4 separate regions of the Zea mays genome follow, and regions 2, 3 and 4 are each linked to region 1. The links are chromatin contacts, called in public Hi-C maps. All regions are on one chromosome and are shown on one strand. Each heading gives the region's core, a stretch centred on a gene start, on an enhancer-like site or on the middle of the called end of the contact. The rest is flanking DNA. Distances are from core to core; before and after follow the strand shown.

Region 1 (7,116 bases), core at 2,390-4,889:
GGCTAGTGTTTTGGATGCTGTTTTGGAATCCATGAAAACGCCAACTCCTGCTTCTACCGAAGCTCTTGATGAGAAAATTAAAGGTGCAAAAGAAGTGGTCACTGTAAGCGCTCCTTCTATTCATGTTGAAGCAGGACCTTCGGGAGCTACGCCAGTAAAGCTGGTGGGAGAGAGCCTTCCAGAAAAGCCCATGTCACATGTTCCTGAAGCATCTCCCCAGGGTGATTTAAACTATATTGTTCGACATACTTCGGGAAAGCAGCTATCAGCAGATCAAATTGCCGAAGTGCAACACTATGCTAAGGAGCTGAAATACCCCAAGGGTACTTGGTATACGGAGGAGACAACAAAGATAACTTTCTTTACTGTCTACCAGATAGTAAGGAGATCAATGTTTGCCGTGAAATGATGGACAACATGGGGTATCCAAAACTTGAGCTTGGTATGTCTGCAATGACGAAGGATCAGCTTGCAGATAGCCTTGCCTACAACAACTTGAAGGTTTGTATACTTTGGCTTCTCATTTTGTAATTTTTGTTATGTTGAACTATTTTTGTGGTAATTCTTATCATTATTATTTGTTCACTCTTTATTTGCCAGGGCTTAATTCTAAGTAAAGCTTTGAAAGCTCAAAAAGATGCAGAAGATGAAAGCAGCCAAATAGCAATTGAAAACCTTTGTTCGGAGGTCATAACATTGAGAAACGAAGCTCTTGGAAAGGATAAGATCCTGCTCTCTTTGGTGGAGAGATTAAAATCTAGTGAAGCCATGCTTTCTAGCCTTTTTGAAGCAGAGCAGAGGATGAAGAAGGCTGAAGAGAGGCAATTGAAAGACGCGAAGAGCATTGCTGACTTGGAGTATGCACTATCCACTTAAGAGGAATTGCACAGAACCGAAGTGCAAGAACTAGAAAAGAAGCTTGACGAAGTAACTAGAAATTTCAATGTGGAACAAACAAAGCGTGAGATATCTGACATGGAACGGTTAAGGGTGCAGAAAAATATTGAGGAGCTTCATCAAGCTAAAGAGGAATGCTACAATGTTGCTAAGGAATGTGCTAATAATTTGAAAAATAGTTTTACTAAGGTGGGGGCGCATTCTCCTCAGAGCAGAACTTTATCCGCGGTGATCCTGACGGGGTTATCCGGTGGATTAACGACAAAGTCGAAGCTTTTAAGGAGATTCTCAGTGATATGGGGGACTTCTGCACTTTTGCCAGCACCCGTGGGGCTGCGTCGGTCCTTGAAAAGGTCAGATGCGAACATGCCAAGGTTGTGGTTCAGCCAGGATTTTCGCTCTCATCCAACGATGTTAGAAACCCTTCGGTCGAAGCCACTGCACTAGGTGGAAAGTTTTATTCTGAAATATGGCTGAAGGGTGGCTGAGAGATAGCTGACGAAGCTATTAAAAAGAAAGAGAAGGAATCTCATGACGCCTTGGAAGAGACCAGAAGAACTGAAGAAGCTGTTGAACGTGCCAGACTTATAGGTATATCTATCATGACTTAGCTTTGTAAATTATTTTTAGCTTCGGTACTAACAGACAGTTGCATTTTTGTGCAGCTGAGCTCTCTCCCCCTCCAGAACCATATGATGCTGAAGCTGATCCATCTCTAAAGGGGCGCTTGACATAATTAGATAGCTAACGAAGCCGTTGACGAAACTATCAACAGACTACTAGACGAAGCTGCTGGCAAAGTTTTAAAAGATGACTAGGGCCTGCATATTGAAAATTTAGAATCTTTACATGTAGTTTTGTTTATCTAAGAAACAATTATCAACTATTTACCTGTGGTTGGGTAGGGCGTGGTTGATAAGACATTTGAGCTCTCTGCTGTCTGTTTTGTCGTGCCACCTGTCCCTTTAGTCTCCAAGTGCTTGGGCTGTCCTAATATTTGGCGCACACCGTGGGGCTTGAACCTATGCTCAGTAGGGGAGTTATGGCTCGACTCATACCTAGGGATGGTAATGGCTCATGATCCAAACATCTCAGTAAGGCATGAAACACCAACCCAACCAATACAACTTAAAGAAGACGTAAGGTATTACGCTCCAGTGGTCTGAAACCTAAATACTCACTTGTTCTCATGTGACACTTCCAATAAAGTTCGATTAGTGATAGCCGATTCTTAGTCCAAAAACAAGGGATTTGAGTGCTATCACACCAAAATCACCTATCGGTGGCACATTGTTGTGCTCCCGGTTGACGAAAACACCACCAGAGGTTTTCTAAACTTTAGTTTTTAGTCATCAAATGGATGACTAAAGGTGACTAAACTTGTATATTGTAGTTTCTGTCCCTCTGTCTCTCGAGTCACGACAGACACTAGAACACATGAATTTATTAGAGGCAATATTTTTCTTTTTACATAAAAATTAATGCCTTTTAATCAGTTTTAGCCCCTAGAATCAAACAAGAAAATTCTAGAGACTAAAATTTAGTCACTAAAGTTTTAAAAAATGAATAAAGTAAGCAAACATGGCGTAAGACTAGAGATGGCAATGGATAAAAATCTATTGGGTATTTACTTCCCCAAACCCATACTCACGAAGAAACGATACGCCCGTTACAAACTCATACCCATAACGGGTATAAAATTTTGCCCAAACCTGTGCCCATGCGGGTTTAGGTACCCATCGAGTTTTCCATACCCACTAACATCAACATAAAAGACTAATTTATCATGTAAATGACAGTCACTATATTAATAAGCTAGGATAAAAGAAACAGAGTGATAACTAATTTTAGCTTAAACTTTGTTACATAGAGTTTATTTCAACTACAACATATTCAATTAATAATATTACGAAACATATTTGTAAGTTATGTTGATTTTAAGGTGGGTTTTAAAATCTATGAGTTTGCGGATATAGATAGTGAAAGAACAAATTCATATCCACATAACCTTTGGATTTCTATTTAAACCTATTAACAAACCCATACATAGAGAAATTAGCCTAAACCTATGTCAATCCAACTATTGCCATCTCGCCGGTAAGACGGCAAGGATGAAAACGGTAAAAAACGATAGAAAAATAGATAAATTGGTTTTGTTTTCATATTTTTCTAACAGGACGAAAACAAAAAACAAAATATCGAAATACGCGATCAAAATTGTCGGTTATTCGAAAATGATAAACTCTAGTCGGAAAGACAAATATTTTATAGTTTTCATAAATACATATTAAATTGACATTTTGCCTAATTTTTAAGATATTAAAATACACTAACAATTCTTCTTAATATTCATATTATTTAGAGTAATTATAACTTTTGTTTTTCTCTTATTCATTCACTTGAACACAACAAAAGTACATAACTTGCATAAATTATACGCTAGATATATCTCATATTATATAAAAACGGTAAAAAACAGTATCATCACGACTTGGAAATGTAAAAGGAAAACTAGCTAAATCGTTTTCGTACCGTTTCTAATCGGTTCCCAAACAATTCGAAAACGAATGGAGAAAAAACGGTATTCGAAACGGGAAGGTACGAAATTTTACTGTCTAGTTTTTATCACTATAAGAACTTGTTCAATTATTTCTATCCTATATTAAATAGAAAAAATATAAAATTTCATTCAATCTGTATAGATTAAGGGTAGATTAAGAGCAAAGGCCTGAAAGGCGGTAAGCAAAGAGAAACGGGGAGGCGGACATCCAACCGGATTGGCGAGACCGCAACGGCGCAACGGGCTTCTCCCGTTCTCCGTCGGTCGCGGTCTTTTCCCGTCCGCCCCGCCTCCAGCTCCCGTCTCCCACCCCAACCCGGATCTCGCGCGCGACGCCGCGCAGGCGAACCCCACCTCCTCTCAGAAGCCTCTAGAAGTTCCTCACCCCGCTCCCGCGCGGATGAGTGGCAGCTCGGGCCCCCTCCCCTACTCGATGCGCGATGTGGGTGCTGGCGGCGCCTACAACAACGCCAAGTTCCGCCACCGGTCTCGCCTCAAGGTGCGGCGCCTCCCCTTCCGACCCAAGCCCCCATTGCTTACCAAAAAGGCTGAGTTTTCCTAATAAGGCTCAAGTTAGCTCTACTTTGGGGTGTAACTTATCCCCGTGGAGAACTGGAGTTTACGGCCGGGACTCGATTCATTGTGGGGAGTGATTTGGTCGATTGATTGGTTAGGCTGTGTCTGGTTTCTGTTGGAATGAGGGATCCCTGGCCTCGGATCTGCGGGTCTAGTCAGTTGAATTTGCTATGGTTAATTGTTCTGTACCGCTGCTACTCTAGGTTGTTTCGACCTGCTTGAGGTCATTCACTAGATCAAATGGTCGCTTTGATCTGGAGTAGTGTATTTCGTCAGGGGCTAGTTTGGTGTCATATGATTGCTGTTGCTCTCGCATTTGTATGAACTTTTGTACCTCATCCATTTCTTGAGAAGCTTGAGTTATATATCCGCAAATATTTGAGCTTATTTGGTGGCTCTATAGAACTTATATTTTCCCAGACCTCATAACGTGCTTCTGGATTTCAGCTATACATAATGAAGCACTAATCACGGGTCATTCTAATTAGTCAAAGGATCATGCTCACACACTCATTAATGAAACTCCCTCCATTCTAAATTATAAAGACATTTTGCTTTTTCTAGATACATTACTTTTACTATGTAGTATATATCTAAGTGCATAGCAATACCAATGTATCTAGAAAAAGGCAAAACGTCTTAATTTAGATTGGAGGGAATACTAATTACAACGACCATGACCCTTTGGACAATACCTCCGAGTGCTGTTTGTCTTAAACTTATCTGTGGTCTGGAATACTATTTTCATGTCTGAGAAAGAACTGTAGTAATTTAACTATCTTTGTGTATTCTGTTTGATGAGGAACGACATCTCTTTGTATCGGTTTTTTTTGTTTCTTAAAGTAGGAAACTTTATTCAGGGCTGTTGTGGTCTCATTAGTTCTTATTCCCTAAGGCCGAAGCCCTTTTTTTCTTTCTTTTTGTAGATGGTTCTACAGTCCTTGGCTACTAACAGAAGCAAATACCATTGTGGAAAGTTCACTGTTGGTAAATTCTTGAGCCTGTTGATGGTTTCTGGCTTATTGTACTTATTTATGCACAAAGGCTCAGAGGGTATTGTATCCAGTGAGCTTCATGGCAAAGAAGTACAGAATAAAAATGTTAGGAGATCTCCCAGTATACGCACATTCTGGAGAAAACCACCAAGGCTGCCCCCACGCCTCCCTCCAAATGAAATCTACAAAAATAATTCTCTGCTTCAGCAGTCTCCATCTGAGTGGACATCGAGGCAGAAGAAAGTTAAAGAAGCATTTGAACATGCATGGTCTGGTTATCAAAAGTATGCAATGGGTTACGATGAGCTTATGCCTCTGAGCCACAGAGGCACAGATGGGTTAGGTGGTCTAGGAGCTACTATTGTGGATTCTTTGGATACTGCGATAATAATGGGTGCTGATGATGTTGTTTCTGAAGCATCAAAATGGATTGAAGACAACCTAATGAAAAGAATTAGTGAGAAAGGGCAGGTTAACTTATTTGAGACTACCATCCGTGTCTTGGGAGGGCTTCTTAGTGCATACCATTTGAGTGGTGGTGATCATCCAGGGGCAGGTGACTCCGGAGTACCTGTAACATATAAAAAGGCTAATCCAGAGCGACTTTTGGAAGTTTCAAAGGATTTAGCCGACAGGTTATTATTGGCTTTTACATCAAGCCCAACAGCTATACCTTTAAGTGATGTTATTCTTCGTGACCATACTGCACATGCAGCGCCTGATGGCTTAAGCAGCACTTCAGAGGCTTCAACGTTGCAATTAGAGTTCAGTTACCTCAGTAAAGTATTAGGGGATCCTAAGTACGACAGGGCGGCAATGAAGGTGTTAGAGCATATACATACACTCCCAAAGGTGGAGGGTCTGGTGCCTATTTACATCAAGTATGCCTGTTCTACCCTTGTATAATTTTCAACTAATTCATCATAATGTCATTACATGGATTATCTTCACAGGAATCAAGTTTTAAAGGAAATCTTTATATTCTCATTTTTAACTTTATATGCAGCCCCTCCTCTGGTCAATTTAGTGGTGAGAATATTCGATTAGGATCTCGAGGGGACAGTTATTATGAGTATCTGCTAAAAGTGTGGGTTCAGCAGGAGGAATATCGTGACAGTAGTTTAAAGTATCTATTTGAAATGTATACTGAGGCAATGAGAGGGGTCAAGCATCTTCTTGTTCGGAAAACTGTTCCAAATGGGTTGGTATTTGTTGGGGAGCTTCCATTTGGACGAAATGGCGGGTTTAGTCCTAAAATGGATCACCTGGTATGCAGTTGTGGCTGAGCATCTGTTTTCTCGCACTCATATTCTTAGTCTCTTCTTTATCTGGCCAAGATTTTGTGACCTTTCTTGTGTTGTGGTAGCACTGAATTTCTTCATATTGCAGGTGTGTTTTCTTCCTGGTACCCTTGCTCTTGGTGCAACTAAAGGTATCACCAAGAGAAAAGCTCTTGAGACTAATTTGTTAACTGATGAAGATATAGAAAATCTGCAGCTTGCTGAAGATCTTGCCAAAACATGTGTTGAGATGTACTTCGTGACCTCTACCGGCCTTGCTCCTGAAATAGCTTATTTCCACATTGAGGTAAACAGTTTACTAAGTCACTATGCATCTTAATATACTCCTGAGTTTGGTCAACTATCCTTTGTTTAATGCTGTTTCAATATTTTGATTTTGCGTATGAATGACTTACGATATGGAGTTTCTACAGGGTGATACAGAAGGGGGGCCTGATGGTGGGAATAAAAGCTCCAAATATATCAATGATATCGTAATAAAACCACTTGACCGTCACAATCTTCTACGCCCAGAGACTGTGGAATCACTATTTGTTTTGTATAGAATCACAGAGGATTCCAAGTAAGATTTTGGTGACTGCCTACTTTTCAGTCTTCATCAATCACTGTTTGCTAATCCTTTTCTTCCTTCTCCACGAACAGGTATAGGGAGTGGGGTTGGCAGATCTTTCAGGCTTTTGAGAAGTACACAAAAGTTGATTCTGGTGGTTACACATCATTGGATGATGTCACAAGCCTACCTCCTTCCACGAGAGATAAAATGGAAACTTTCTTTCTTGGAGAAACA
Region 2 (7,116 bases), core at 3,348-5,847, 190 kb before region 1:
CCGCCTCGCCCGACCCCCGAGGCTCGGACTCAGCCTCGACTCCGGAAGGCGGTCTCCGCCTCGCCCGACCCCCGGGCCCAGACTCAGCCTCGACCTCGGAGGAGCCTCCTGTTGGGAATAGTCCCACATTGTGTGGTGAGGGTGTGATAGCATGGTTTATAAGGTTGAGGGTGCAACCCCCTAATAGGCTAGCTTTTTGGGGGGAGTGTTGGCCCAAGAGACCTAAAGCCCGCTGCTATACGTGCGGGCGCGTGTGTCACGGCCCGACAGCCTGGGTGGCCGCGCCGTGTGTGCGGGCGGCCCGGACGGACACGCCGTGTGTCGGCGGTCCGGTTCCAACAATTGGTATCAGAGCCAGGTTGGCCCAGTGCATTCTCAGGCAAATCTCGGCTCACAATGTGTGAGGGGGAGATTGTTGGGAATAGTCCCACATTGTGTGGTGAGGATGTGATAGCATGGTTTATAAGGTTGAGGGTGCAACCCCCTAATAGGCTAGCTTATTAGGGGGTTGCACCCTCAACCTTATAAACCATGCTATCACACCCTCACCACACAATGTGGGACTATTCCCAACACCTCCGCCTCGCCCGACCTCGGGCTCGGACTGACCACGTCACAGGGGGGGCCATCATTACCCTACCCCTAGCTAGCTCAGGCTACGGGGAACAAGACCGGCGTCCCATCTGGCTCGCCCCGGTAAACAAGTAATGATGGCACCCCGCGTGCTCCATGACGACGGCGGCTCTCAGCCCCTTACGGAAGCAAGGAGACGTCAGCAAGGATCCGACAGCCCCGACAGCTGTACTTCCACGGGGCTCAAGCGCTCCTCCGGCGGCCACGACATCACATGAACAGGGCGCCAAAACCTCTCCGACAGCCACGACGGCATGTACATAGGGCTCTGGCTCCCCTTTGCTAGACACATTAGCACATTGCTACACCCCCCATTGTACACTTGGGCCCTCTCCTTACATCTATAAAAGGAAGGTCCAGGGCTCTCGTACGAGAGGGTGGCCGCGCGGGAGAACGGGCTGGCGCACAAGGCTCTCGCTCTCTCTCTCTCTCTCACGCGAACGCTTGTAACCCCCTACTGCAAGCGCATCCGCCCTGGGCGCAGGACAACACGAGGTCGTGGTTTCCCCTTACTGTTTCCCCCTTGTGTTCCGGCTCGCGCCGACCCATCTGGGCTGGGACACGCAACGACAATTTACTCGTCGGTCCAGGGACCCCCCGGGTCGAAACGCCGACAAAACGACACAAGTGAGATCTAGGGTTAGGGTTTATCTGTGCTACTGGAGCCCGATGTCGGAGAATATGGGGGCCACCCAGACGACAGACAGACACTGATTAGAGACGACGGTGAGCGAGGGAGGGCCGGAGGGGAGGACTAGACAACAACACGAACTCACATAGTTCACCGAGAGAGAGAGAGGATAGGATAGGGGAGAGGGGTTAGGGTAGAGAGGAGCTGGTGGATCGAGGTCACCGGCGTCGGGAACGGGAGCCAAGGGCGCCGAGGTCGTTGGATCGGGGTGGCGCCGCGACGGAGGAGCCGAGATGAGAATCGCCAAGTCGAGGAGAGAGAGGGAGGTCGAGTCGAGTGTGAGTGAGAGATCGGCGGCTGAGGGTGAGGGGGTGAGAGGTGGGAGATAGATAGACGGGCCTATACCGGGCTGGCCATGTGGGAGCAGGCCATGCCATGCCGGCCCACATGCCTGGCTTTCAGTCCAGGCACTGCCTGCTCTACTGGGTCGTGCTAGCCCGGGCCCATCACTCACGTGCCGGGCCGGGCGTAGACCAGGCCAAAAAAACGGGCCTCAGACGGATACTACATGACTTCGCCAGCGCATGCATGTGCTGGAGCAACGACCGATTCGTGTTCAAATGAGGCCATCGATCGAGTGGCCAATTTCCGGCGAGGAGCTGCAAACATGGACGACGATGTGGACCGAAGAGCTAGACATCGTGAACCGACCGGGTCAGGTTTCTTGCCTATTCCGAGTCAATTTGTTTCAAATTGATTTTTGGATCTATTTTCGACGTGAAAAAATTGAAGACTGTATTTTGAACTTGTTTCCAACTAGGGTAAGATAACCCTCTCTATGTAAATGGGAAGATCACGGCCGATTGAGAAATCTAACTTTCAATATAATCACCAAAAAAATTACTTATCTACTATCATTTTATTGCCCTAACTTTTCATATCTTGTTGTTTGCTATGTCTCTCGATGAGATTTGACAACATTCTAGGTGGTTTATTTCCTTGATACTAGAACGACCTCTCTACGTGTGCTCCTTCCCGTCATATATTGTTGTTTGCTGTGATATGAGCTTATTGTTCACGTACGTCGTAGCTAATTGTAAACAGTCCATTACACGTTTATTCATCACTGTTCCCACCACACCGCCGAAACACCAGCTACCCCTTCCTCACCAATTGAACAACTAATTGACAAACCAAATAGCAAACCCATCATTGATGAACCTGCTAGAGCGCTAGGATGATGCACATGGCAATTAGCCGTAAACAAACAAAGCACGATGATGTCACTCATGAATAATATGCTGCTAGCTTAATTAGCTATTCAGTCCCCCGGCCCAGCTAGCTCGATCAGTGCTGGATGGGAGGGCTGCAGTAGGGGCCCTTGAGCCAGCCGTCGGCAATGGAGCGGTAGGCCGCCTCGGTGAGGTGGATGCCGTCCCAGATGAGGTAGTTGCCCGGGTCGGCGCAGGCGCTGGCCCCGGCCATGCCGCACCGCGCCTTGTTGTTGTAGCCGTACTGGCCCTGCCCGCCGGCGCCGCAGCAGACCTTGAGGCCGTACTTGAGCCCTGCAATGCAAGTGTCACAACGTATATATATAGTACACAGCTATATATCATTAATTAGCAGTAATGGCGACCTTTATTTGAGAAACATGTTCAAAGATAAAAACGAACAGCTAGCGCATGGAAAGTAAGTATTGGTTGGTTTTGTATGATATATGCATAAATATAATAATACGCATGCCAACTGGATTAGGAGGGTATTGATTCCTAACTGTTTGCACAAACAAAGGTCATGATGCATGCATATGGTCCCCAGGGCATATATATAATTGATCAGGATGTGCATGAGTCATTGGTGGGTTAAGAATCCAAATAAATAAATAAATATTGAAACATGCTCACTATGCATGCACACACACGTAGCTACATCTACATCTTCGTTCGAACATGCATGCTTTGGATCTATCCCTTTCCAGTCTAGCAAACGACGACGACACAAAGCGAAAGCAGCAAGCTACTCACCGAAGTTGTGAGGGGCCCGGATCATGTGGGTGACCTGGGTGTAGAAGTCGGCGTACATGATCCGGGCGTGCGGGTACGTCCTGCGCAGGCCGGACAGGCTCCGCCGCAGCAGCGCGTTGTGGTAGGAGGAGAGGCCGTTGTAGGCGCGGAGGCAGCCGTCGCGGTCGTAGTCGGCGGCGTTGGAGGTGCCGTAGAGGGTGAGGTAGATGGGGAAGCAGCCGATGGGGAGCACCCCGGGCACCACCACGTCCACGGCTCCGCTCCTCACGATCGCCTCCAGGCCGCGGACGAGCTTGCTCACCACCATGGGCACGTACCCTCTCACCTCCGCCATGGACCGCCCCGAGAAGAGCGCCGCGTTGTAGTCGTTGCCGCCGAACTCGCCCACCACGAACAGGGACTTGGACAGGTAGTTCTTGCAATCTGCTGCCCGGCCACCAAGGCACCAATACAATGCAGTTAACGCCGCGTAATTAATGGTGTTTATGCATGCATCGACGTACACGTACCCTTCCCGCACACGGAGGGGAGCAGCTGCCTGAACCACTGGATTTGGGTGTCCAGCGGCCCGTTGTTCCAGATCTTGTCGCTGAGGCCGATGGACTTGAAGAAGTCAAAGTCCATGGTGGTGGCGCCGATGATCGCCATGTTCGCCCCCTTCTTCAAGTCGCCGCCGGCTTTCGAAGCCGGCAGCAGGGGCAGCCCAAAGTGCTCGGCTGCATAATCCATGCACACGTACGGTACAGTGTTAGTGTACCAGCGAGTCAGTCCAGTCCAACAGCCAGTTCGTCGTTTCCATCCCTCTTGCGTACGTCCTGTGTCTGTGTGTGCACATAGCCACATACCCAGGAAGTCGACGATGACGCGGCCGTCGGAGCAGCGTCCGGTGGGGCGGCCGAAGAAGGTCTCCCCGTAGGGCGGCTGCCCCGTGGTGAGCCAGGAAGGGCACCCGCCCCCCACGCAGAGGTTGCCGGTGTCGGAGATGGAGTCGCCGAAGCTCCAGATGGCGTTGTACCGCTGCGCAGCTCCATGGCCGAGCACGCACAGCAGAAGCAGAAGCCGCCCCAGCACCAGTGCCGCCTTGCCGCCGCCGGTGGTCGCCATCACACTAGTGTGGTGGCTAAGCTAGACTGGCTGGCTCTACCTGCTACCGCTTCACTGCCAGGCACGCCGCCGCAGCTGTCTGCCGAGAGCCCGAGGCGACGACGATTGAGAGCGAGAGTTTAAAGCGAGCGCCAGGTCGTGCGTGCTCAGCTCGATCGGTGGGTTATTGCGCGCGACCCGTGTCTAGGCGGTGCGGCCATGTGGACTGCCGCACGGGAGATTTTTAGAGTGCGTTTAGTTTTATGGATATATCTGCATTAAAAAGGAGCTTTAATCTAACGTTACGCACAAATTTTTTCAACCGCAAGTGAAAATACCGGCCCTTATATATCAAGTAGTGGGAAGACCATAAGTATTCCTTTAGGTAGTGTTTTGGTTCAGTGTCAACGTCCCTTATTTTTTGAGGAATGACCTCATCCACTGTTTTTGAAGAATATTTCTTGACCCTGACTCTGGACCTCCAAACCAAACGCGAGTCAAATTAGAGTGATCCTATCCCTCTTCATCCTTCCTCGTCCCTTCATCCAAACACTACCTTAGTTGCCCATCGGCGCTCTAACAAAAATACTTGTATGCACCAAAAACCTCGAGTTCTGCAGGGTAAATCCATTAAAAAAGGGTAAATTTTAGCGAAGGGGGCAGCTACAGTTGGCAGTTGGCGGGGAACTTGCTTTAGGAAATAATGAAAAGCGAGCACTCGAATCTACACCCCACTGCTCTGTAAATTTGAGACTAACCACCAGACCTAACGTACCGTGTTTAGAAATAAACAATAATTATATTTGAATAAATATCTCAATACCTATGATATATAATAACCGTAGCAAAGCACATGCAACTGTCTAGTTTATATATAAGTGGTGTTTGGTTATGGGCAAATATAGACAGTGGGAGGGAATATTATATCAGACACTGGATATCTGTCACCAAATTTTTTTACAAGTTGATCCATGTTTTCTAATCTTCACCGCTACTGAATAATTAAAGATTGTTAGTACTTCCTCCGTTCTTTTTTATTTGTCATGGTTTAGTTCAAACGCGAAAAACATCCGATAACAAAGATAGTATATGTTGGGGACTTGTTCTCAAATGCTATGAATCAAGAACAAGGCAACATAAAATATTAAATGTCAAAGCCCTTCGTCCTTCGGATCATTATTTCCCTTCGGATATAATGAATCTAGGAGGACGAAGGTCATGAAAGACATGCCTTCATGATTATGATAAAAGATGAAGAACATTCATACAAAGTACAGAAAGTAACATAATTTTTTGTAAACATTATCATTAATCTATTTCCATTTATATTATTTGTGCAAACAATAGTAGATTACAAATGTACCTTCGGCTTGAAGGAGTGAGAATACAAGTGTAACACAAAAGCGAATGCCAAGTCAGCGTGGACAGTACGGGAGTACTGTTCATCTATTTATAGGCACGGGACGCAGCCCGTGTAAAATTACATTAGTGCCCTTTACATTTATCAATAACTCTACAGTAATTCTTCAAGGTCTAATTTGGCTTTTCATCTTTAAGTCGGTTCCCCTTTTCTACTGTCATGCCGAAGTTTATCTGCGCATAGCTTCGTAATGATCTTTTCCTTCGTCACAATCGCCTTCCGTCCCACTCAAGCTTCGTCTTGACCATAATCTTATATACTCGTAATCCAATTCCGAAGATACCTGCTCACACATTTCACTTGGAAAACATTGTCAAATCATGTTTTTGAGGACCTTCGGAAGCCGAAGGCCCCCAACAGTAGCCCCTCGCAATATTAATTTGTTGTACTGATAAATTCATATTGCGATATGGACGAAGGCCTTAAGCCGAAGGTCCGAAAAAACATCTTCCCTTTGCTAGAATAGCAATCAGTCTTTGACAAGCGGGACCCTCCAGTTTTCAATGCTCTGGGCGTATAAATAAGACCTCATCCTGAGTTATTTGGTACGCTCTCTTGCCAACCGTTTTTACTCACCCAACCTTTAGCCTACGTGCAACAACATTTGCTTGGCCTTTTAGATTTTAAAGCTTCGGTTTAGAGAGCGATTTTTCAGCGTTTGCAAAGATGTCTGAAGGTAAAAAAGCTGTTGGTGATTCGAAGCTAAGTCTTTCTGAGGAGATGCATCTGGGTTTTCTTCAATCAATGTCGAAGACTAATATAGAGAAGATTACTAAAGAAATTTTGAAGGGTTTATCTGAAGATACTGGTGACAGTGACAGCTATGATGTGGATAGTGGAGGTGAAGACTCCGAAGATCGACCCTGGCGACCAAGCCATGCGGTTTTCGGCAAATCAAGTATTAAAGAAAATCATCTTGTCAACATGAGGGGAAGATATTTCCGGGACTTGTCCGTTGTGAGGGCCGACGAAGAAGAGAAGACTTGTCCAACTCCTGAGGAAAATAAAGTCGTAGTATTCCGAAGCTTCTTGAAAGCTGGACTACGATTTCCCCTAAGCAGCTTTGTTGTAGAGGTGCTGAAGATATTTGAAATCTACCTTCACCAACTTACCCCCGAAGCAATCATAAGGATGAATATCTTCGTGTGGGCCGGTAGAAGCCAAGGCCTGGAACCTGATGCGAAAAGTTTCTGCAACATACACGAATTGATATACGAGACAAAACCCTGGGGTAAGGAACAGTATCACAACAATTTTGGCTGCTACAGCTTCGGCTCCCGGTCTGGGTCAAGCTGCCCAGTGCCGACCTTTCGAAAGAGGTGGCC
Region 3 (7,116 bases), core at 3,284-5,783, 130 kb after region 1:
GACAGTAACAATTAAAGTGGTACTTTTAGAATACTCACGTGGTTTCTTGTTTGAGCAGTTTTAATACCATTGGGTTTGCAAATGCTTCTCTTTGGTTCTCATTAAGGACTGCCTAAGCATCAATTTTGTCTCTAAGGTCTTCATATAGCACCATTTTAACAAGTACATCATTGAAGCAACCCCTTAGCTCTACAACATAACCTTCATCATGACTTTGCTTCATGCTATAGAATTTTTCAGGGTCAAGTAAAGTGATTCTCCATACAATGGAGGATTCATTTGTTTCACCCAACAGTTGTCAACAATTTTAATGATGTGGTTGAGACAAGCTTTCTTGCTTTGAATAGAGAATGACAAAGTAATCTTTTGCTTTGCTATCTTTATAGTTGTTGCAACCTCAGGCATGGCTGGCTTATCATCACCATCAACCAATCTAAGCACAAGTAGTGGTAATGAAACTCTAAGGCAATCCTCAACTGAATGCCAAAATTCTATTGAGAAAACAATGTTATATGCTTTTTCCCTGCTTCTATTTTAGCTACTTTGGAGCGAGTGAAAACATCACCAGAAAATAATGCTCTTAATGGATCCTTGTGCTTATGTAAAGTCCTCAATGTGAGGAATGCAATAGCAAATCTAGTAGCAGTAGGCCTCATAAGATCCATACCTTTTGTATGCACCCACATGTCACTTAGAGTCCTCCCATGTCTATATATGAATGTTGTGACATGACGAGCATGTGCAATAGGCTTCATAAAATACTTCCATTTTCCTATGTCCCCATCATAAGGTCTCAGCAGTGAGCAGCACATGGGGTCCAAAACAAGCTCAGAGTGATCTGAACCAAAATGTGCCCTACAACCTTATAGTTGGCACCATTGTCAGTTACAACTTGTATGACCTTATCCCTGCCAATCTACTCAATTATTTTATCTAGTAGTTTTGCAAGCATCATCGCATCATGAGACTCACTCGATGCATCCAGTAATTCTAAAAAGAATGTACCTTCAGGGCTATTAACTAGGAAGTTGATCAAATGGCGACCCCTCATGTCTGTCCATCCATGTGACATGAGGGTGTAGCCATGTTGGGGGGCCTCCCTTAGCCGAAGGTCCTCAAAACATTAATTCAACAATTGTTTCTAAGTATGTCCCAGGCCTAACAAGGTGATTAATGAAGGATACCTTCATCTCAATCAACATTGCGGCTGATAATCACAAAAGGACGAAGGAGAAGCATCGAACTTTGGCTCTCAATATGAGCATGTTGACAAAGGCATAAATGAAATCTTCAAGGCTTATTCAACACGACTACGAAGGAAATGTCGACAATGCCCTCGATTGATTTTGTAGCTCACATGTAAAGGACTGAGGACATAAATGTAATTTTCACAAAGTTGTACCCCACCATTATAAATAGGTGTACAGTATCATGCATAGGGAACACCTTTTTTGGCTCTGATCTGTTTTGTTCCACCTATGAAGTTGTACCTTCTTCACTTCTTCTACCTACAAAAGGTATACTTGTAATTGTACATGATGAAGAAGAAACACTAAAAGGAGTGCGGTAGTAATTTCCTTTTTCCTAGATGTCTTCATCTTGTTCGAAGATCTCATCATTCTTATAATCTTCTTCCTTTAATCTATCTTATGAATAGATTGAAGGAATGAAGGCCCCTTGTCATTAATTGTTTTGCCCTATTTTGGTCCCTTTTAGGAATTAGAGCAGGTGACCAACAAGCCATATTGACTCCATGCATCCTCGTTCTTTTTCTTCGCACCATCTATCTCTTTGACAACCTTCGCAAGCAATGGTTCTCGTAGATCATGGAAAGTAGCAGGTTTGAACCTCATACCATAATGTGTAATGGCCTCTACAGCTACCTTAATTGTCTTGAGTTGGCATCATTGAAGGGTATGCCACGCTCACAAAAAAAATTGGCTATCTCCATACAAACAACTTCTCTTCTTTGGGCTTCATTGCAGCATTGATGGTTCTCTGAGTTGCCCCCTTGGCATACCTTTCTGCTACAACCTCTTGGGTGTACATCGGAGCAAAGATGTAATGGGTTTTTTGTTGCCCCAATGGTTGATGGCTTGCTTGATAATTCCTTTCTTTTGACAGTTGTTCTAGTGTTGTTGCCTCCACTAGATGATGACCCAGTTACTTCCACAACATCATCATTTTCATTCTCATTTGTTTCAGTTTCGTCAAAGCACCACCCCTTTGGTCTTTCCCTTTTTCATTCATCTAGAGTCGCCTTTAACTCTCTAGCAATTGCAGTTGTGGTATTGGGACACTTGAGGATATCTTTGTATCCACCCACAAGATGTTTCTCCACCCTCAAGATTCCTCTATAAATCCGCCTCAGACAAACAGTGCATTGGATCAACTCTCGCTTGCTAGGCTCTACATAATAGGCATACATCCAGCCTGGATCATCAGATTTGGGCTTCTTTTTGGATCTTTCAGTGGATCATATACATCACTTTGTATTTAAGAGCCAGTTGTAGATGCTTCCATGCTAAAATAAGTCATCTCCCCTCTAATATACTCTGCAATAATGGAATGCATATGCTTAGAACATAAAATCCTTTAACAAGCGAGCAACAGAGCTCTTTGGAGGTTATAGGTTAGTAGGCAGTAGGATTACTAGATTACCACCAGTAGTCTAGGAATGAACCAGCAAAGGATTTTGCTATGTGTGTTGTCCAGGCCAACACAAGAGGCAGATACAGGGAGTCGGCGTGTGCATACTATAGAGGATATCGGACGACGTTGGGAGAGGAGCAGCGAACGACACCGACAAAGGAGCAGTGGACCAGAGGAGCAGCAAACGACATTAGTGGCTAGCGGCGTTGATCGGCATGGACAACACAGGCGAGCAGCGCTAGGCGGCCCAACTAGAGTGGGCGAGTGGTAGTGGGAGCCTGAACCGATGGCACGGCTAGGCATTAGCGAACAGCGAGAGGTGACATCAGCCTGGAGTGGCGACGGTCGACCTGGAGCGCCCGCAGTCGTGCACAGGGGAGGAGCGTTTGACCTTAACTAGAATAAGACAGCGCCCTATAGGGCGCTATGCGATTCACATAAGCATGTGAAATTGTAATAAGAAAAAATCACTCAAATAGCACCATAATAATTTTTCACAAAAAGAAGCATAAAACAAAACATCAAAGTGGCTGCAAAAGTCTCTTTATATAACAATCTCCTACATCACATTTGCTTATGGTTTACATGTATGGTTACAGTGAACAATGAACTGCTACATATAAAACCAGTATCAATTTGTGAACCTTAAAATATGTAAAGGAACATATAAAAATCTTGATACTGTAATAACTATCTAACCAGCGACGTCCCCTCAGAAGGATTGCTGCTCTTTCATGGATCTAATGTCATACAGTTGCAAAATGAATTAGCAAATGGACCAAAATCAATAATTTACTGGCATCAAAAAACAAACTTATCGATCCTGGTTATAGGATGGATTAGGCCATCTCCATAGATAGTATAGAATTCTGGTTATAGAGTGCACACTGTAATCCGAAAATTCTTTGAAGAAGATAGAAAAATAAAAAGCACAAGCCACGGACCTTAATAATCTGATCCTTTGAGGCAGTCTGCACCCAGTTCCCATTTTGATTCCACTTCACACTACCATTCTTTGAATTTAGCCACGAATTTAGCAGAAATTGCAGCAGGATAAGCAGGTTTCGTAGGTGTAGGCAGTAGCGTGGGTATGGGATACCTTTTTTGGTTTGTGTAACCAGGCTGCCTATGCTATGCCTGGCCGGAGCAGTGGCCACCACTGTCGTCGGATGAGGAGAAGAGGGTTCCAGTTGCGGTGTGGGTCTCTTGGCCGAGGAGAAGAGGGTCCTCGGGCGGTTCTGGCTCCCACCTGTCCCCGTCAATCCGCAGTCAAGTCGGCAATCCCAGTCCATGCAAACACCGCTTCTTTCTCTTGCGTGCGCGGTCTGCGGTGTGGCTGGCTAGTGGCTGCGGCTTCCATCCGTCGTCTCCGTCCATCCGTCCCTGGCCGACTGCCTGCCTGCTGGCTAGGGCCAATGCCACAGGGAGCAGGATCACCAGCGGCAGCCGGCAGCGAGACGAGGCGGGTGCTATGCTGTCACAGCGATTAAAAGCAAAAGCGGCAGCAGGATGAGGAAAGCAGGGGAGATTGGGAGAAACACCTGGACACCGAGCGGTACCGCCCACTCCCAATCGCGCGGGGCCGTTTCCTCCCAGACCGCTGCGGCGTCGAAGCCGCAGCAGCAGCAGCCTCCTCCTCCTCGGCCTCCACGGCAGCCGCGACGACCACCGTCGCCTCCATCTCGGCCGCGTGCTCGGCCGCCTTCACCTGGAGAAACACAAGTTACACATATCAGCAGCACAAATACAGGAAGACGATGGAGCGGCGGACGGATTGAGAGGACGACGGTTCCATGGGGGACCGCAATCAGCGGCGAGGTCGTGAGGAAAAGGCAGGGCACGGTGGGAGGGAGGAAGCGAGGTCGAGAGGATGAGAGGGAAGTGGACAGCGGGCAAGAGAGGAGACGCTCAGAGCTTGATTGAAGAAAAAATCGGGTCCGGCCTACGTGCCACACGCGGACAGGTGTTCGAGCAAGGGCCACGAGCTAAATCGCGAAAAGACAGAGGGCCTTTATGCAAAAACGCGACCACGAAACGCGGGGAGCGCTTCAAACAGCTTCAGGTTTTAATAACTCTGATGGCTTGAGCGTGAGAGAGGGGCTGAGGTCGGGTAGGGCTGAACTGGACTGGATTGGGCCAAATTGCACAGGTGAGCAGTATACTAAAATACTAGAAACGCCACGTTTTACTGCATATAGCGTTTAAACGCCAAAATGTGAAGTTCAAATGACATAAAACAATGTTTTACGACAAATTGGAAAACGTTACAGCGTTTCACCACCTATATAGCGTTTTGTCGTTTAAACGACGTTTGAATGTCATTTTAACATCGTTTTAATAACCTTGAGAGCAACACCTTAAATAATACATTAGAAGACCCATTGAAGACTTAACAACATCATGCAAGAGACCAAGACACAAGACAGGAAAAGCCCCAACAAAGAAACATGAAGAAAAGAAGTTGGGCTAAAATTGGGTGCACCAGACCGGTCCTATGGTGCACCAGACCTGGCACTGAACTCGACACTCAGAGAGGGTCCAAAACACACCCGAGCCTCATTGCACACCGAACCAGTCCAATGCACACTGGTGGCACACCAAACTCAGAGGCTCAACGGTCAAGAATATATAGCTCCAACGGTCAAGTGACATGGGAAGCGCTGGACAAGTCTGGTGTACACTACTGACTCACTGGACGGGTTCGATGTGTTGTCAGAAGGCTGGCAACATCCAATGGGTAGCTAATATGGAAGGCACCAAATCTGGTCTAGTGTACACAGATGGTCAACCGGACCGGTCAGGTGTGATGCAGAAAAGTCTACTTCCTTCCAACGACTCTTTCAGTCTTGGGGCTCTATATATACCCACCTAATCGACTATTTGCAAGTGTGGAGAACCAAGAAACATAGTGGTGTGTTGAGACACAAATCCTTCAGCTCAAAACACCCAAGTGCTAAAAGAATCACTAGATGATTAGCGTAGGTGTTTTGCGAAGTGTTTAGGTTAGTTAGACCGCTTAATTGCGTTTGCTCTAGGTTATGCCTCGGTGATTAGAGCGAGGTTAGACACCCTCAAACCCACTGACGCTTGCGTGCATCGTTGTAATTGTACCAAGTGGGGCAAGAGTCTAGCGAGATCACACCAACCGTGTTTGTTGTGTGGTCGCCACTATTTACCGGAGAGAACGAGTCTCGTGATGTTTTGGCCGGAAGCTTGATAGTAAAGACGACGGGGAGCATTCGAGAGAGGCTAGAAGCGAAGCAACACTTACGCATGGAGAAGACTCGCAGCTATCTACGGAGTTACCTCACTACACCAAACTAGTGAACTTCCTAGAGGCAAATAACTTCCTACGGGCTTTTTGGAAACCGTAGGAAATAAATAACTTCCAAGAGGGGTTGTTGGATCTATAGCTAACTTCCTAGAGGACCCTAGGAAATTAAGCTACCTTCCGACCAAATTTTTCTGAGAGCTTAACTTCTAAGGGTTTAGCTAATTTCGAAGAGTTTAAGGCTAACTTTAGGCTCTAGAAAGTTAACCGGTTTGGTGTAGTGTATATCATGGTGCTTGCCCCACGCGTGTGCTTCCCTTGTGTAGGGGCACCAACGAGTATTAGTAAGAAGCTTGCACAATTATTAATACCTCGATAAAAATACCAAGACGACAACGGGAGTTTATATCTCTATCTTATTTAAGATTCCACATTTATATTACTTTCTTTAGTTGTATGTTTATCATTTCTAGCTTAGATTATATGCTAGTTGGTAGGACTGGAACTTAGATTGCATAACTTTATTTTACAAGATAGCAACATTTAGACAAAACCTTAGTTGTACTAGCTTGTCTAGTTATCCGCATATGTTTTGTCGGATCATGGGTTGGCTGGTGTGGCCCATACCCGACTCATGCCTAGTGTTACGTTGGTATGTGCCTCCCTATTGTACATGTTGGACTGGTTTTTTTAGATTGGATTGGATTTTTTAGCTTTGGGTCAGATTTTAGGTCAAAAATCATGGTCCACAGGACCACAATCATGGTCCACACTCAACCCATGGATTATTACGGGTCAAAAAAATATGACACATACCTACCTTTGTATTGGCTATTGGCTAGGTTAGGTTAGATCAGGTTTTTTCCGACCAAGTCAGATCTGGTCGAAGGGTCTACTTGTGTGCCTATACAACGATTTCTCAACAAAATCATACAACTCATCAGGAATTTCTCTTTGCTTCTGTAATCAATGGTAACCAGCAACAGCAGACTCCCAATACGACCACGAAATAATGACATATACAATATCATTTAATACAGCCTTTTCAGAAATAAGGGTTAAATAAAAAATATAAGAGAGATCTCTTTGCAAAGAGTCTCTCTACACTACACATTGTCTATTAACTATATTTATTATGTGATTAATATTGAAGACATCTCATTATATCATACAGTTTTTTAGCTCTTAAAAAA
Region 4 (7,116 bases), core at 2,897-5,396, 130 kb before region 1:
TTATTAATTATGATCAATTATTTAATTGAGTTGGTATACACTTGTACCTAGTAATTGTTAATAAAATTTTGACCAACTCTAAAATCAATGCTCAGGCTTAACCACTTTCTCTTTGGTAAGCTTTACGCTTCACATCAACTCCCATCATAAGTGAGCTTATGTATATTATTTTTCATAATTTATTGAGCGATGAACATATGTGAGCTCAATCTTGCTAAACTCACAACATGTTAAGAACATGTACCGCAAGATGATGAGCATGAATGATGCTACGATAAGTTAATGAGAGGTCTAGACCATCGTCTACCAATCAAATATATGGCTGTGAAGCATAGTTATCGTCATACGATATATTTATTTAGCTATTTTATACATAATCTATATTATATAATAAAGATTTAACATTGATTTCTGTACCATAAGTCATTATACGTGAGAGACTAGCACATATTTTTTGACGCGTTCGAGTTTATCCTTAAATCCGGGTGCGACAGTTCTAATTGGCCTCACATAAATCATACTCCGACCACTTGTCTAGCGGGGTATCTTGGATGGAGGTGAACCAGGCATAACGTGCAGCGGCGGCTTGATGAGCTCCACCGCCACCTCCAGCACCACCGTCACGCAGAGGCAGCACGTGCAGATGCACGAGATGTGCAGCCTGCACGGATCACAGTCACAGCAAAGGCGTGTTGCCGCTGAGAATTCACACGGAAGCAGGGGCAAAACCGACGATGGAGAAAGGACGGCGAGCAGTGCGAACGGCAGCCCCAGCAGCCAGCCCAGCGGCCGGCACTCACCGCCGTCGCCGCTGAAGCACGTCACTGGCCGCTTAGTTAGGTTATCCTTGCTAATTTTTGAATGCGATCTATTTTGCCAGGGTGGTCTCATCGTTTTGCATTATGTTCAGTGTGCTATTGCTCCAATTATTATTTAATTTAATAACAACTGGAATCAATCACGAGTGAGCTGTTTCCATGTCGCTTTCAGAACCACTTATTAGAGTGTCTGAATAACAATAACTTTAATTGTTTTTTTTGAAATTAAATAACTTTAGCTTTAAGGATAAGGAAATCGGTACTCTTCTAGTATGACAGCAAGCACAAGCTTCAGTTTCAAGACAGTATACTTTCTGGAGTTCATTGTATACATTCTTTTTTACAAAGCACCATCCACCAAGTGTGCCAATATTGTCTGCTGTGCTACACTCAAAATACAGTTGAGCATGTATCTTATATTCTGTAGATAAATATACCAAGCAATTTTCGGTACCTTCCCCAGCCATCACATAGTGAGAAACATATATAATTCTACAATCACAAGGTTCATGCACCAAGTTCCAAACCCAAAGAGGCCCCTTACATCCAGCTTATGCTCCATCAGAGATTCGACTTGCCAGTGCCAGCAACAGGTGCACCTGCATATTTGGGTCTGGGAAGCTCGACGAATGATGGTTTCCTCCCGAAAATGACTGCCGCTGCGCGTGTCAGGATGTGCGCAGTCAAGCCCCAAATCACGAACTTCTTGCCATCTGCCTCGTAGTCGAAAAACTGGACGGGGATATCTATGCCCATCCAGTTCATCTGTCTTGTCCTCCGGTGGTCGTCCTGTTGATGCGATACAAGTGGAAAACTATGCAATGCAATGCAATGTCCTTACTCGCGCCTTATAAAGGAATCTATGATAGAATTGTTGCACTACAACATATGATACTATGATAGAGAAAGAAGTACCTTTAGAAACATCTCCAGAGGTGCGTCAAAGATGTCCTCCACTTCAGCTTTATTCAAGACAGGCTTGTATAAGGCTTTATCTGGGACCATACCAATGACAGGAACAACAGTGAGGCCATTCTGCAAAAAGAAAGGCTAAAGCATAAGTACTGGACAGTTTGCGCTTCCATTGGGAGAGTAGAAAAGCATGTGCCACATCATAGATATAGGAAAGTAGAGATGCATGTCAAACTGATATACTCGTGCAGTAATCCCTGCATAACTTTTTTAAAAAAATTATTTGATTAAAAGCTTTTTCCTTGTCACCGGTTCCAAAAAGATGGAGCCAAGGTAATGAGTGAATCTTTGATTGGTAGAGACCTTAAAAGGGAAGGCTGACGCAAAATGTTCCGAGATCTCAAAGCTATCTCCAGCTAGCAACAGTAACACAGATATATGTAAAAGCTAAAGTTCCTAAACTTGACTAGAGTGAGGAAGATTTCATTTGACCAGTTCTGTATTTCATACGGATCATGGGTGTGTGTGATTTTGTTGGTTCATGGATATAGGTACATCCATGCATTTCAATGACATCAGCACGGAAAAGGGTGGGGGGTTGTGCAAAAAAAAAAGATATGATGAACGGGGTGAAACAACCCACCTTTGACAACATAATGGTGAAACAAACCTTTAACAACATATTCACCAGTTATGACCATTGTTAGTTCCTTAATTTTGATTGAATGATTTGACATGACAGTAATACACCTCTTCCTGATAGTAGGTTAATACTGATATTTACATGCTTATATGGAAAGTGTTTCCTTTTTTTTATTCATAGTATTTTGTGCAGTCAGAATATCTTCCTCTTCCTGAGATCCCCCAACATTGTATTTTCCCTTTTTTTGAGAAAACTGCACATGTAACCCTTCAGGTATCCTTCCTCCCAAACAGGCGGCTAAAGTTGCATTGTCACCGAGGGAGTTTATCCCTGGTTTAAACATTTCTTTGAAAATTTGTTCATTGGCCAACTGCGCCTTCACTTGCTTCTTACTGTAGGCATGGTTTCAATGGCTAGACCAAATCCATTTGCTCAGCTCTATTTCTTCTCAACTAAACCAATAAGCTTATACCACTTGCCTCCCTAAATATTCAGATCAAATTCATAGGCCCCAATACGTATACATTTAGGTCATGTTTGGAAACAACCTAGTTTTTAAAAATCTGGTTTCTATCTCTAGTTTTTAGAAATTGGTTAATGAAAAAAATGGTTAATGGTGTTTGGAACCACCTCAGTTTTTATAAACTAGCTTTAGCTAGGAAAGGCTAGCTTCTTTGTTTTTAAGAAACCGGGAATCCAGTTTCTATAAACTGACGTATAAAATAATATGTTTGGAACCAACTCAGTTTTCATAAACCAGTTTCTTAAAAACTGGGTGCATCCAAACAGACCCTTAATTATTTTGGCCACTAGCTTAATATACTGGAGGAGGTTTTGCACTACAACGAGTCGAGATTAATCTTCATACATATCAAAAGTAGTTTGACTTTATACATTGCTACACCATTATACGACTCTTCAGAGTTCACAAGAATTGGTCGGTAAAATCGTAAGGCCCTGTTCGGTTTTTAGGGATTGGAGCCCCGGATTGATTTCTACCGGGATTATTTCTTTAATTTATATATATTTTGATGAGCTGGAATGAATCCTGCCTTATTCCTGTACAACCGAACGGGCCCTAAAGCTCTTTCATAGATGTCCTGTCAATACTTAGTACCGGCAACAATTATGGCTTACCTTTGATAGGAAAGGCTCAAGAACTGTAACAACAGAAACAAGCGCCGGATCCAGTCCAATCTCCTCCTTCGCCTCCCGTAGAGCTGTGGCCTTCGGATCTGCGTCTCCATCGTCCACCTTCCCTCCGGGTAACGACACCTCCCCTTACAATTTTCAAGAAAATGACTGAAGCACTCCATGGAAGGAATCGTCCAGAGGAAAATCCAAGCTTTAGCCAGAATCATGATGTCTACCGGAGTGGGAGGAGAGGGAGGAAGCGCGCTTTGTAAGCAGGACCCGTGGCCCACTGCTAGGGTCCTCGAAGAGGCAGACCAGCACCGCGGCGTGAACCCTGGAGGCAGTGGAGCGTGGGCTTTTCACGGGGTCGGCATCTGAGGCGGCAGCGGCGGGGGCGCCGACTGAGGAAAGCTCGCCGGAAGAAGAGGAGACGAGATGGCGTGTGAGGTGGACCAACCGCCGAGATGGAGAGGAAGAGAAGGAAGACGAGGCCATGACAATGTGAGTTGAGGTGAAGAGGCGGGTAAGAAGAGATCTCATGGCTTCGAATGGTGATAACAGCGTAGCAGCGGCGATATCAAGGTGGGGGAGTTGGAGGGGTCGTCGCCGTCCGCCGTGCCAAAGATCGTTGTTCCTGAATGCGACTGCTAACAGTGTAACTCTATTCTTGAATACTTGTGGTACAATAGTTTATTTTTTAACTAAAATACGATAAATAAAAAAATATAAAATAGAGGATGTCGATATATAAATAATATTGTTTAATACTATTTTCAGAAAAAATTTGAAATAAAAGATAAAATTAATAATAAAATAAGCAATCAGATAGCCTAAGCCAAATCTATTTGGGTCAGACATCGTATTTAATCTAATCGAAGTGCTCGAATGTACCCTGTCACAAAATATCCGGCCTTAATATTATAACTCTCCGTTTCAAAATATAATTCGTTGAACTTTTTCGACGTCAACGTCAATTTGTCTTATTAAAAATCATAAAAAAATAAAATAATAAGTTATACGTGAATTATATTTGATAATAAATAAAACCATATTTTTTTGTTTTTTCACAATTTTTTAATAAACTAGTGTCAAAGTTATGATTAAAAAACAAATAAATTATAAATTGAAACGGAGGAGTATTTATATAAATATGTATTTTATTATTACTATAGTAGTTATGCATCATAACTATCGGTGTATTTTTATACATTTTTAGTTAAATTTCAATAAAGTTTTATTACTAAAAGTGAGATGTGTTGGTCACCTATTTGGGTATCTTCTCTCCTCACCATTCTTAAGATAGAAGACAAGAAGAGAAGGGTGAAGGCAACAGTAGCGAATTAAATGTACAGGTAATTAAGTAAAAGGGACAAATAATCGATCTCTCATTCTTTTTCATTTGTTGTAATTGATTACAAGGATACCTTCAGAACACTCGTGAATTGTTCGAAGGTGAATGCGTACCAGAAGCTTCGAAGGGCAAGCGGGTTGAAGGTGACTAAAGCACACAAGCAACTGTCCGAGAGACCTATGCATCGGCACAGTTCTCCTATTTATAGGGATATGGCGACGTACACCTTCGTGCGAAATTACATTATTGTCCCGGCTCCTATATACATGACCTACAAAATTTGATAGGGACATCCGTGTTTTTTCCCTCACAAGGCATTCGTTTACATCTCTTCTAGATACCTTTGTTTTTTCAGTGCTCAGGTTCATTCGGAGTTTTATCCATGGTAAAAGCTTTGGCTGAACGAAGACGTCGTAATCGAGATGACGAAGTTGTTGTTTCCTCCTTTGTCTTGTCGAAGCTTATGGACGAAACTTGTTAAATTATCTATGAAACAAGCTCAACGCAACGAAATCAATAAGTTTGAGGACCTTCGGTAAAGGCTTCTCCTCAACAGTAGTCACTCACGGGATTAGTTCGTTTTCTATAACAGATTCAAACCACGAACGAATCTAGATGAAGAGGGCTTTGCACAGATTGTCCGAAAAACACCTTCTGTTGAGTTCGTTATTGAAAACAGAAAGAACGGAAATAAGCTTCACAAAACCAAAGATGGAAAAATTGCTGAGCGGTCCATTGCATAGTGGCTGGTGATGGTTTGGCCCCTCTGCTTCCATGTTTTCTCCTTGAATGTCGCCTAGAGCAGGTGAATAGACGAAACCTAAATGTATCACTAAATACAAAAAATTGATCCCAAATTAGTCGATTTGAGCAAGAAATAAATAATTAGAGTTGGGGATGAGTTCTTCTCGCAAAGTGTTGCTCAATGAATTTTGATTAAACTTGAGAGCAACACAAATGATTAGAAAGATAATCAAAGCAAGAGATTTTGAGAGGAAGAGGGAAAACAAATCACAAGCAAACAAACACAAGAGACATGATGATTTATTTACCGGAGTTTGGTTTTCAAAAGAAACCTACGTATCCATTGAGGTGTCACAAGGACTGGGTCTCTTTCAATCCTCTCAAGTGATTCCAAAGATCAAGCTTAAGTCCCCCACGAGATACTTCACACATCGAAGACTCTTGCTCGTGAAAGAATCACGATGCCCAAGAGGGGGTGAATCGGGCTTTTCTAAATTTCTTACAAAAGATTAAACCCTAACCTCAAGCCCAACTTCACCCAACTACTTAGCTAGACCTCAAGAACCTAAGAAAGTTAAAGCCCTAAGTCATCATGGCAAATACTAAGAAAGTGCAAGTACTTGGAATGTAAATACTAAAAGTAATTGAGAAAAGTAAAGCAAGGGCAAGAAGACTCCTTTGATTTTTTTTCTGAGGTATCGAAGAGTCGGCACTCTTCACTAATCCTCGTTGGAGCACCCGCTCATGGGTATAGCTCCCCTTAGTCTGCGCAAGGACTAAGTGCTCACTATGAGTTGATTCTTCACCACTCCGGCGTGGTGAATCACTCACAATCGCGGACAATATCGAGTCGGGTCACCAACACGAGTGACCACCACGCTCAAAATGCCATGAAACCGTCTAGGGGATGCCGATCACCAAGAGTAACAAGCCATAGAGTTTCACTTGACCAAGAGAAGTCTAATGAATGTGGTGTGTGCTCTATGTGTCTCTCACTTGCACTAATGAGGTCCTAACATGAGATTATGATTTTACTAATCACATTAGTATTGCAAAGGGTCTTGAATGTCTCTCAATGAATGCACTATGCTTGGGAAGGCAAGACAATGAATGTGGTTGTTGGATGGGATACAAATAACCATCCACCAAAAACTAGTTGTTACTATTCTGCACAATCTGTGGGCGCACCAGAGCAGTCGGTGCGCCACTGGACCATCATGTGACGTCAATCAATGGCTAGTTCTGATAACTAGTCGTTACTGTGTAGAGGGTCCGGCACGCCAACGAAGTACACCAGATCGGTCTGGTGTACAATGGCAAACTGGCCCAAATTACATGCTCTTTGTGTCGATGGTCCGGTGAGCCATCGGACCGGTCTGATGGCCCACTTCAGCCGAGGCACAGGAAAGTGCTCTCTAGGTGCATGGTCCGGTGCGCCACTGCACCGGCTCGGTGCACATGACACTCTAACTCTTTCTAACTTATGTTTTTCAAATTGGTTTTCACTTCAAACT

Evidence for each region. A called contact is a pair of places that touch in the nucleus more often than the background predicts.
Region 2: a Hi-C map of leaf shows a contact between it and region 1, with 3 times the contacts expected there. The contact joins the promoter of LOC100284848 here to the promoter of LOC100282405 in region 1.
Region 3: a Hi-C map of ear shows a contact between it and region 1, with 1.7 times the contacts expected there. The contact joins the promoter of LOC100502317 here to the promoter of LOC100282405 in region 1. A contact is called at or near these places in 2 of 25 Hi-C or Micro-C datasets (ear and leaf).
Region 4: a contact with region 1 is called in a Hi-C map of leaf, with 10 times the contacts expected there. The contact joins the promoter of LOC100279376 here to the promoter of LOC100282405 in region 1. A contact is called at or near these places in 4 of 25 Hi-C or Micro-C datasets (ear, endosperm, leaf and 1 more).

What each region holds. Positions count from the first base shown.
Region 1 is chr8:115,744,564-115,751,679 of Zm-B73-REFERENCE-NAM-5.0, forward strand. It overlaps LOC100282405, which reads left to right and starts at 3,640. Exons shown (of 6, transcript NM_001155316.2): 1 at 3,640-3,956; 2 at 4,960-5,909; 3 at 6,035-6,296; 4 at 6,418-6,615; 5 at 6,743-6,891; 6 at 6,972-7,116. The coding sequence starts at 3,858.
Region 2 is chr8:115,557,838-115,564,953 of Zm-B73-REFERENCE-NAM-5.0, forward strand. It overlaps LOC100284848, which reads right to left and starts at 4,598. Exons shown (of 4, transcript NM_001157743.2): 1 at 4,134-4,598; 2 at 3,798-4,004; 3 at 3,289-3,711; 4 at 2,289-2,829. The coding sequence starts at 4,392. The coding sequence ends at 2,612.
Region 3 is chr8:115,878,631-115,885,746 of Zm-B73-REFERENCE-NAM-5.0, forward strand. It overlaps LOC100502317, which reads right to left and starts at 4,534. Exons shown (of 1, transcript NM_001196795.1): 1 at 3,181-4,534. The coding sequence starts at 3,944. The coding sequence ends at 3,492. LOC100274190 reads right to left here. Exons shown (of 7, transcript NM_001357783.1): 7 at 7,039-7,116.
Region 4 is chr8:115,615,593-115,622,708 of Zm-B73-REFERENCE-NAM-5.0, forward strand. LOC100279376 reads right to left here and starts at 4,147. Exons shown (of 4, transcript NM_001360968.1): 1 at 3,744-4,147; 2 at 3,511-3,653; 3 at 1,734-1,853; 4 at 1,133-1,632. The coding sequence starts at 4,047. The coding sequence ends at 1,285.